Regions from separate parts of the Mus musculus genome. Here all the other regions are linked to region 1. Evidence: chromatin contacts called from public Hi-C and HiChIP or PLAC-seq data. All regions are on one chromosome and are shown on one strand. The core of a region is the stretch at or near the end of the contact, and the rest is flanking DNA. Distances in the headings are between cores, read along the strand shown.

Region 1 (2,580 bases), core at 45-2,544:
ATAATAAGAGTCTTTCCCATGGCTATGTGCACGCAAGAGTTCTCTTGTGGACTTTGGGAGGGTGAATTCTTGACGGACCCCTGAAAGGACGATACATTTGCTGGGACCAGTGATCATCGGATGGACTGAGAGCAGTCAGAAGGGAGAAAATGTGATGTTTCCTCTGACCTAGAGCCGCATGGCCAAGGAGACTGTGCAGGAGTCTAAAAAGCCAAGGGATTTCTTTGTTTTGCTTATTATTTTTAAAAGAAAGGAGGGATGGATGGAGAGCCCTCAGCACCAGCTGTAGATGCTCAAATTCTGGGGACCACAGGAGTTTTAATAGGCTTAAAATATCATGCAAATTAACTGTCAAACTGAACTTACTGTATTGTGTGGGACAAACTCAGGTCAACAGCGACTCTCTTGAAGTTTGCCATTCTTTGAAGACAACATTTATTTAAGGATCACATTTTCTAAGTAAGTCAGAAAGCAGCTTCAGTCACTTCTCTAGACTTGGTCCACTTTGTTATTAAACACCTTAGAGTTTGCTTATCACCCACTCCCTGTGGAGTTGGGGGTGTGTCAGTGCCTGAGTTTTGAGGCAGCCTTAGCAGCGAGGGAATAGCCTATCTAGAACAGCCTTCCCTCCGAGCGTTCGTACTGTGTTTTTTTTCAGAGGGTTTTAGGTTGCTTAGATTGAGGAATTTTCAAGAAACAGATGTATTTGAACTGCGGTGTTAAGTCCTGCTTATTTAAACAAGTGGGTCACCAAGAAACTTTAAGGTAAATAGTGGCCTCAAGAGGAAGTACCAGGGCGTCCACGCGTCTTCAACCTCTCTCGGGAGCAGCCAATTAATCTCTGCTACAGAACAGCGCCGCCCGGCCTTGCACCGGAGCCAGGCACTTAGGATAGAAACCCTGCTTTGCCTGACCTGGAGCTTCCTATCTTCGCCAGCGCGACTCGGTGGCTCTCGGGCTCTAAAGGCGTCTCCGAGCTTAAACTGCTTTCTCCCAGGAAGGGGATTAAAAGTCACAAAGAAAGGAAGAGGACCTCGCTGGAGCCCTCTGGGGGCGTGGGTGGGGCGTCCCGGAGTGGGCCTCCCACTGCAGCCTACGGCAAGTGGGCTGGAGGAGGACGCGCCCTGCCCCGCGCTGGCCCGAGCACAGCGCCGCGGGCTGCGACGCGCTTCGCCGTGCGGTGAACCGAGCGGCCGGGCAGCGGCGGAGGCCTCGGGGCGCCCCGCCCTGCGCCTCCTCCTGCCGCCTGCGCGCGGTGCTGTGCGCCCAGCCCGTCGCTGCTCCTCCTCCCTGCCTCGCCGTCCCCTCCTCGGAGTCCCGACTGAGCGCGAGCGCCACACGGCCCCGGGCCGCCGCCGAGCGCGCCAAGACGCCGAGACGCCGAACAGGTGGCCGGAGGCTGCAGGCGCCCGGGCGGGGACAGGCAAGGCCAGGCGAAGGCGGCCGGGCTGGACATGGTAGCCGGGCAGCTCTGTGCGGCCGCCTGCTCGCGCCTCTAGCCGCCGGCGCGCCGGCGCAGCGGCCCCACCGCGCCCTGCGTACAGTCTCCCGGCCCAGCGCCGCTCCGGCCACGGACAGCGAGGGACGGCGGCATGAAAGTGACCGTGTGCTTCGGGAGGACCCGGGTGGTCGTGCCGTGCGGAGATGGCCGCATGAAAGTTTTCAGCCTCATCCAGCAGGCGGTGACCCGCTACCGGAAGGCCGTGGCCAAGGTGAGTGGCCTGGGGCGCGCGGCGGGGAGCGGACGGGGGAAAGGCGCGGGGATCAATATGGCGCTTCCTGGAGACGGAGGAGGGAGACCGGGAGGCGGGGAAAGGGAAAGTGCCGCAGCCGACGGCCTCGCCGGCGCCCCCGGCCCGGACCCGCGGCCGTAAAGTTCTCGGCGCGCTCCGGCTGGGCCGCGATCGCCACCCTCACGGTCCCTGGACACTGTCTGGGTCCTCCGGGCTTAGGAGTGGACGGCCGGGTGCCCAGAGCCCGCACGGGGCGAGGCAGAGTGCGGCACGCGGGAGGCGCGGCGTTGCCTGGCGGGGCGCCTTTGCCCGACCGTCCGCGGGCCCTGGCAATCCAGCTCCAGGCCTCTCCCGGAGCAGGCCTGTCCCGGAGGGTTGCCCACGGAACTTTGGGGAGTGTGGGAAGAGTTGAGCGATCTGGTACACGCGGGAGCCGCAGCCGGGCCGTGGACCTTCTGTGTTCTTGCGGGATCTCCGAGTCGCGCGTGCAGCCGTGTTTGGGTCGGCCAGGCTCATGGGCTAAGGTGGGGGCGATGGAGTGGCTCCGGTGCTCGGCTCCTTAAAACACCTAAGCCTAGACTCGCTCCTGGAGTCAGAACTCCCTCTGGCTCTCTACCCCTACCTAGCTGGATGTGCTCCAGTGAGGAGCCCGGGCTTCACTGGGCCTGGGGTCGAAGTAGCCTCTATTTCTCTGTTTTCCTCATGGAGAACATTGTCTCCATTAAACCGCATTCCTCCATAATAGGTCAGAAGTGGAAGGGCGTTTTGTAGGTTGTTTTACCCTCTGTGTTTGACAACAGCCCACGCTGAAGTTTCGTTCTAGCACCTGAGGATATTTCCTTTGTAT
Region 2 (2,580 bases), core at 53-2,552, 220 kb before region 1:
CACGCAGCTGCTGTGGTTGACAGCACAGCTCCATCCCTGGCATGTTGTCACCTCCTGAAACAAGAGTGAAAGTCACCGCATCCTCAGCTCCATCCTTGAAGCAGCCTCTGAACCACGCCCCCAAACTGTGGCCCCTCGTGCAGAAGGCCCATGAGGGAACAGAAAGTCTGATGCCTGTCAGTCACTCCAGCACCCAGGTGCAGCTCTTCAAGCTACAGATAACCGTGTGACATCACCCAGCTGTTATTATCAGCACTGTGAGTGTTTACTTCATCTTCAAAGAGAGTTCCAGACTGGTATCTAGTGACTAAGTGGAGGTCAGAGATCCTCTGACATCAGTCATGCCCAGAAGGGACAAGCCCAGTTGCCAGCTCTCGGTGACCATGTGCAAACTTTGAGCTCCTTCCTGCCCAGTGCCTCTCCCAGGCTCCATACATGCCCTGGCCATGAGGCTGTCCCTGATGGCTGCCAGTCACATAGACACGTGGGTGTCACCTTCTATTGTTTTCCAGAGCATTCTCTCTGGAGTCCAAACATTGCCACATTGCCACTGTTGACACCACCTCTTAGAGAGCCTGCCCTTTATGACCCAACACAAGACACAAAAGGCATCAGACTGGTATTTCCTTTACCCCATAGGGATTTTTTATGGGGTTTTTATTTGGTTTCGTTTTTGGTGTGCTTCTGAGAATTGTCCTTTTGTTCTTCCGTTTGGTTGCAAAGAGCACTCTCCAAGGAATTCTGCTCAAAAAAAAAAAAAAAAAAAAAAAATCACACAGCTTTTTACCTGAAGCTTGTATCTCCAGAAGGAGACCTTCACCCACCACCACATCCTCCCAGGAAATAACAGCTTAAAGGACAGATGAACCCGCCATGGGGCCCTACTCCTCGCTGCTAGGCTCTGGGTAAGGTGAGCAGGGGCAGAAAGGCTGCATCTTCATGCTGGGACTCAGGAAGAGCCTCATTGTCTGTCTTAGGCAAGGACCTGCTCATCACACAGCCCAGATGTGAGCAGTTATTAGATCAACACTCCCCATACCACCACCATGGAGGAACCACTGACATTTACCTGGCCCTAGCAAAGGCCACCAAGGCCATGTCTGGGACTTTGAACTTTCAGTCACTCCCTAGTGAGGCCGTGCGTAGTATCGAAAGCCACCATCTTTTACGTTGTCTACCGAGGTAGAGGAAGTTTCTCAAAGACAAGCGATTGGAATCAGAGTTCAGAGGAAGCTGGCGTGAGAGCAAGGGGAGCCCCTGGCCTGCCTATCGCTGTACCAGAAGCTCCAACTGCCTCAACTCACAGCATTCTTACTTGCAGCTACATAGCCCCACCAACATTGCTAGGCTGAGCAGGACCAACCGACCATCTGCCTGGTCATGCAATGTGCAAGAAAAAATAAGAAGAATGTGCTGGAAGGTCAGAGCGCTAACCATCTAAGGCGATGATGGGTAGGCGCCAAGGCCCAGGGACATAGAAGTGTTCTGTAAAGGAGTCCCAAGTCTCCATTGGGTGAGTAATCTCATCTCTGAGCACAAGGAATGCTCTTAGAACAGGTTGTACCTGACCCGCCACAGTCAGCTCTGCACTGTCCGTGGAAATTCCTGGTATGACCATCCTAACCATGTGTTCGTCTTCCTAGTACTGCATCACCAACCTAAGGATTGACTGAAGCCCAGGGAGATGACCTCACTACCCATCACCAGAAGAGACTCTCAAACCCAGCTGCCCCTTCAGAGCTGACTCCTGGCATAAGGATGCCCTGATCTGGGCACAGCCCCAGAAACCTATCCCTGGACTCTGTCCGTTGACCACAGGAAGAGCTCCAGTTGAGTCAAAGGGGAGTCTGGCTAGTGGTAGGGCTGCAGGATCCAGCTTAATCCCCTTACTCATCTAAAAGGTCACTGAAGGGGCAGCGGCCTTAAGGGGCAGATCATCAGTGTTGACTACAAGTTCAAAGAATCCACAGAAAGCCACACAGTGCCCCCTGGCTCCAACCTCAGAAATGGAGCCGACCCTGACTCAGAGAGGAAACAAAGGCTGACTCACTCACCCTCCACTTCCTCCTTTTGCCCAGCTCAGCCAAGACCAGCACTGGCTTCCAGCGACAGACAGGTGACCACTACTTGCAAACCTGCAAGGGGGAGCACAGGCTCACTCTGCCAAGGACCACCAGACCTCGATTTACTACTGCCCTCACCCTCTGTATCTTCCACACAGTGCATGGCTGGTAATGGCGCTGTCCTGTCTTGTCCTGCCTTGACCTTGGCTGTGTTATTCTTCACTTCCCTGTTCAGCGCACAGCCACACTTTCCAAACATCATGAATCATCAGTACAGAGCAACGGCCACTTAGTAAAGCAGGAAACCACTGCACGCCAGGCCTGGACAGAGCAGTTCCCTGCTCTGGCCTCTCCTGTCCCCTGATCACTGTGACACAAAGCCACAGTGGAGGTCCCAGGGACTATTGCACCACTGGGTATTCAACCCCTACACCATCAGCCCTTATACTGGGCAGGATCTTCCTAGCTGAGCCTTCCCTGCCTGAGCTGGCTAAAGTGAAGCTGGTATCTTCCAGTC
Region 3 (2,580 bases), core at 23-2,522, 200 kb after region 1:
TTCAGGGAAAGAAACTGTGCCTCCCCCGTCCCAGGATATCTTCTGGGACATTTTCTTCTAGACATTAGGCAAGGTTGAGGTCTGTTATCCTCAGAATCAGTTTCCTTTAAAATGTAGCTTCTGAATTTTTTTTCCCCCTTAGGTAAACTCTCACCAAGTTCTGTGATATTTACTCCTAAGGAGATTTGCATTGTGACAAAAGACTTAAAGTGACTCCTGGGCTAGATGGAGTCCTTGTAAGCTATTGTTTTTTGTTTTTACCACTTACATGGGATGCTTGTATGTTATTTCTTTACTTTCTTACCCATTACATGTATGTGATGCTGTGTGCTATTGTTCTTCTGTTTTTACCCACCACATACATGGGATGCTGGTATGCTATTGTTTTCATATATGTGTGGGAGGGAGGATTGGCACACAATTAGTATTTACAGTGTGTTTACCTTTTAAAGTACTGCTAAACGGGTTGTGCTAATGAAGAGTTGATTAACATTTTTTATTATTTGGTTGCTTTTAGAATACACCTGCCAGATGATTAAAATGAGCCTAATTTAATCAGCATGGTACTGTACACCAGAGATAATTTAAGCTAATGTCAAGGACATCTTCATCTATCCTGCAGAAGATGCTAAAACAATGAACAGAGCAACAAACACTTCAGAAAATGTTTGAAGCTTCCTGGCTGTGCCCCAGTGGATATTTAAAACCCGCCCACCCCCTTTTCTTTCCTTTTGTATGCAAATTAATCTGATAGTCGTTTTGTAATGTAACATGGGGCTTAGATTTTTATAAAACAAATTGACTGACCTTGGGTCTTTTGCTAATATTGGCTCGTGGTTGTCAGTGTGCGCACTGACCGTTCAGTATGTGTCATCTCCAACTTTCAGTGAGGACTTTGAATAGAAAGTATGTTCTGGTGCCATGGGGAGGGGGGTGTTTGAGACTAGATCTATATGTAATGGCTTATCTGTACTTGACTATACTCCTGCTTCAGCCTCCCGAACACTAGTAGGACAGGCTTGCCACCCACTCCCCACGATTGGTGCCTTTGAACTTGAAAATAAACCAATTTTTCCTTTTCATCTTAGGTCGCCCGTTTTCATTTTATCTGCCCATCTCCACATCTTAATAGAGTCGTGTGAATCTCCTTTATCCTTTGAAGCAGTTAAACTTCTCTTTATTTTCCGGTCATGCTTTTAGAGGGAGCTAAGTTGCCAGTGGGTGTCTTGTTCAAACAGTGAACTCTGCACTCCCAGGATTTACCGACTCCCAAGTGAGTTCCCCATAGATGTGGCAGGTTGCCTTGGAAACAGGCTGGTTTCTGCACTGAAAGTGCTGTCTTGTATTAAGTGCAGAATGATGCTCTGCTGACCTCTATTGCTTCCTCCCAGGTCTGACACAGAGTTGAGGTTTTCTGTGACTTTGTTCTTGTGACTGACTCAACAACAGCTTCGTTCACCTTTTTTTTTTTTTTTTTTTTTTTTTTTTAACAACTTGGTTAACCAGTCTCCAAAATGTGGAACAAAGTGATTTTTCACATTTCTAATTTGTGTTTGAGCATTAATTGCCCCCCCCCCCCAAATAAAAAACACCAAAGTTTTAGAGTGACTAAGACTAAACTGGCAGGAAATTTTTGTGACTTATCTCCTTTATATATGTTCCTGGATAGACTGTATACACTCTGAGTTTCCAGACATAGATGGAAGTCACTTATACTCTCAAAGACCTCTGATCCAGCACAGCCTGCCAAGTGTAGCCTCTAGCAAGAAGGGAAGTGCCCCAGGACAGTGAAACAGGCGGGCTTCTGGCTCAGGGATCTTCAGTAGCTTAAGAAGTAAAGGAATAAAGCAAGTCTTCCTAAGGATCATGGCTTTGGTCTTTATAATCTCTTGAAAGAGGGATACTCACTTACAGGCAGAGGGAGACAGCTTGGGGAGTTCTTTCATAGACCTCTACTGAGGGAAAGCTGGAGTAACCACTTTTATCAAGAAGAAAATTTCAGGCTGAGCTAGTGTGAAGCAGAGTGGAGTTTGTTAGGAAAATGATGTAACGTTTCTGAAATCTTTCAGAAAATGCTTTCATCCAGATTGAAACTGGAATAATGAGAGACAGACTCAGACAGACTCAGGGGAAGGTCAATAAACACTGTACATGCATCTGGTCTTCTTAAGACAGCTGTATTTTAAGGATAGCTCTGTATATGATTTTGTCCACCTTTGAAGTTACATTGTTCAAAGTATTAGAAAGGTTAAATAACAATGTTTCGCTAGACACTGAAGTATAGAGAATTTCCTTTAGGGAATCAGATTGTGAAGGTAAAGGGTACATTGTATTACACATGTTGCAAATGAGTAAAGAATGTAGGCTAAAGATACAGAGGTATAGAAAAGTCACAGAACTTCTTCCTACACTTAGGCAATAAGGAGAGAAGAAATGTTTTGACTGGAAGCATGGTCCATAGTCTTGTTCGTAGAGAAATATATGGTGTGGAGATTGAATTAAAAGTCACAAGTTTAGGCTTTTGTGTGGTTCCCTGGTTGTTCTGATACTCTTATTTGAGGGTTCTCTTAGTGGCAGGAG

What was found. Hi-C and Micro-C count contacts between places; a contact is called where the count stands out from the background. HiChIP or PLAC-seq counts read pairs in DNA pulled down with a chosen protein or histone mark.
Region 2: an HNF4G HiChIP or PLAC-seq map of pancreatic cancer cells shows a contact between it and region 1. The contact joins the promoter of A630001O12Rik here to the promoter of Pard3 in region 1. A contact is called at or near these places in 2 of 39 promoter capture datasets (both in liver), 2 of 115 datasets of contacts at active chromatin or transcription factors (embryonic stem cells and pancreatic cancer cells) and 1 of 9 other capture datasets (liver).
Region 3: a Hi-C map of the N1E-115 cell line shows a contact between it and region 1, with 2.9 times the contacts expected there. The contact joins the enhancer-like site here to the promoter of Pard3 in region 1. A contact is called at or near these places in 1 of 484 Hi-C or Micro-C datasets (the N1E-115 cell line), 2 of 115 datasets of contacts at active chromatin or transcription factors (cardiomyocytes and embryonic stem cells) and 1 of 9 other capture datasets (liver).

Annotation. Positions count from the first base shown.
Region 1 is chr8:127,062,762-127,065,341 of GRCm38.p6, forward strand. Pard3 (par-3 family cell polarity regulator) reads left to right here and starts at 1,295. Exons shown (of 25, transcript NM_001309391.1): 1 at 1,295-1,712. The coding sequence starts at 1,593.
Region 2 is chr8:126,847,718-126,850,297 of GRCm38.p6, forward strand. A630001O12Rik (RIKEN cDNA A630001O12 gene) reads left to right here and starts at 1,303. Exons shown (of 2, transcript NR_151740.1): 1 at 1,303-1,513; 2 at 1,644-2,580. All of the region lies in intron 1 of Gm31718 (a long non-coding RNA gene), which reads right to left.
Region 3 is chr8:127,267,494-127,270,073 of GRCm38.p6, forward strand. The region is part of intron 2 of Pard3 (par-3 family cell polarity regulator); the gene reads left to right. Among named protein-coding and RNA genes, the nearest start is that of Gm9909, 190 kb to the right of the region's middle. Within about 2 kb of position 1,273, at least 33 of the 459 cell types and tissues checked have an H3K27ac peak or open chromatin away from gene starts, as enhancers often do. A contact at or near this core is called in the N1E-115 cell line, where this site is marked.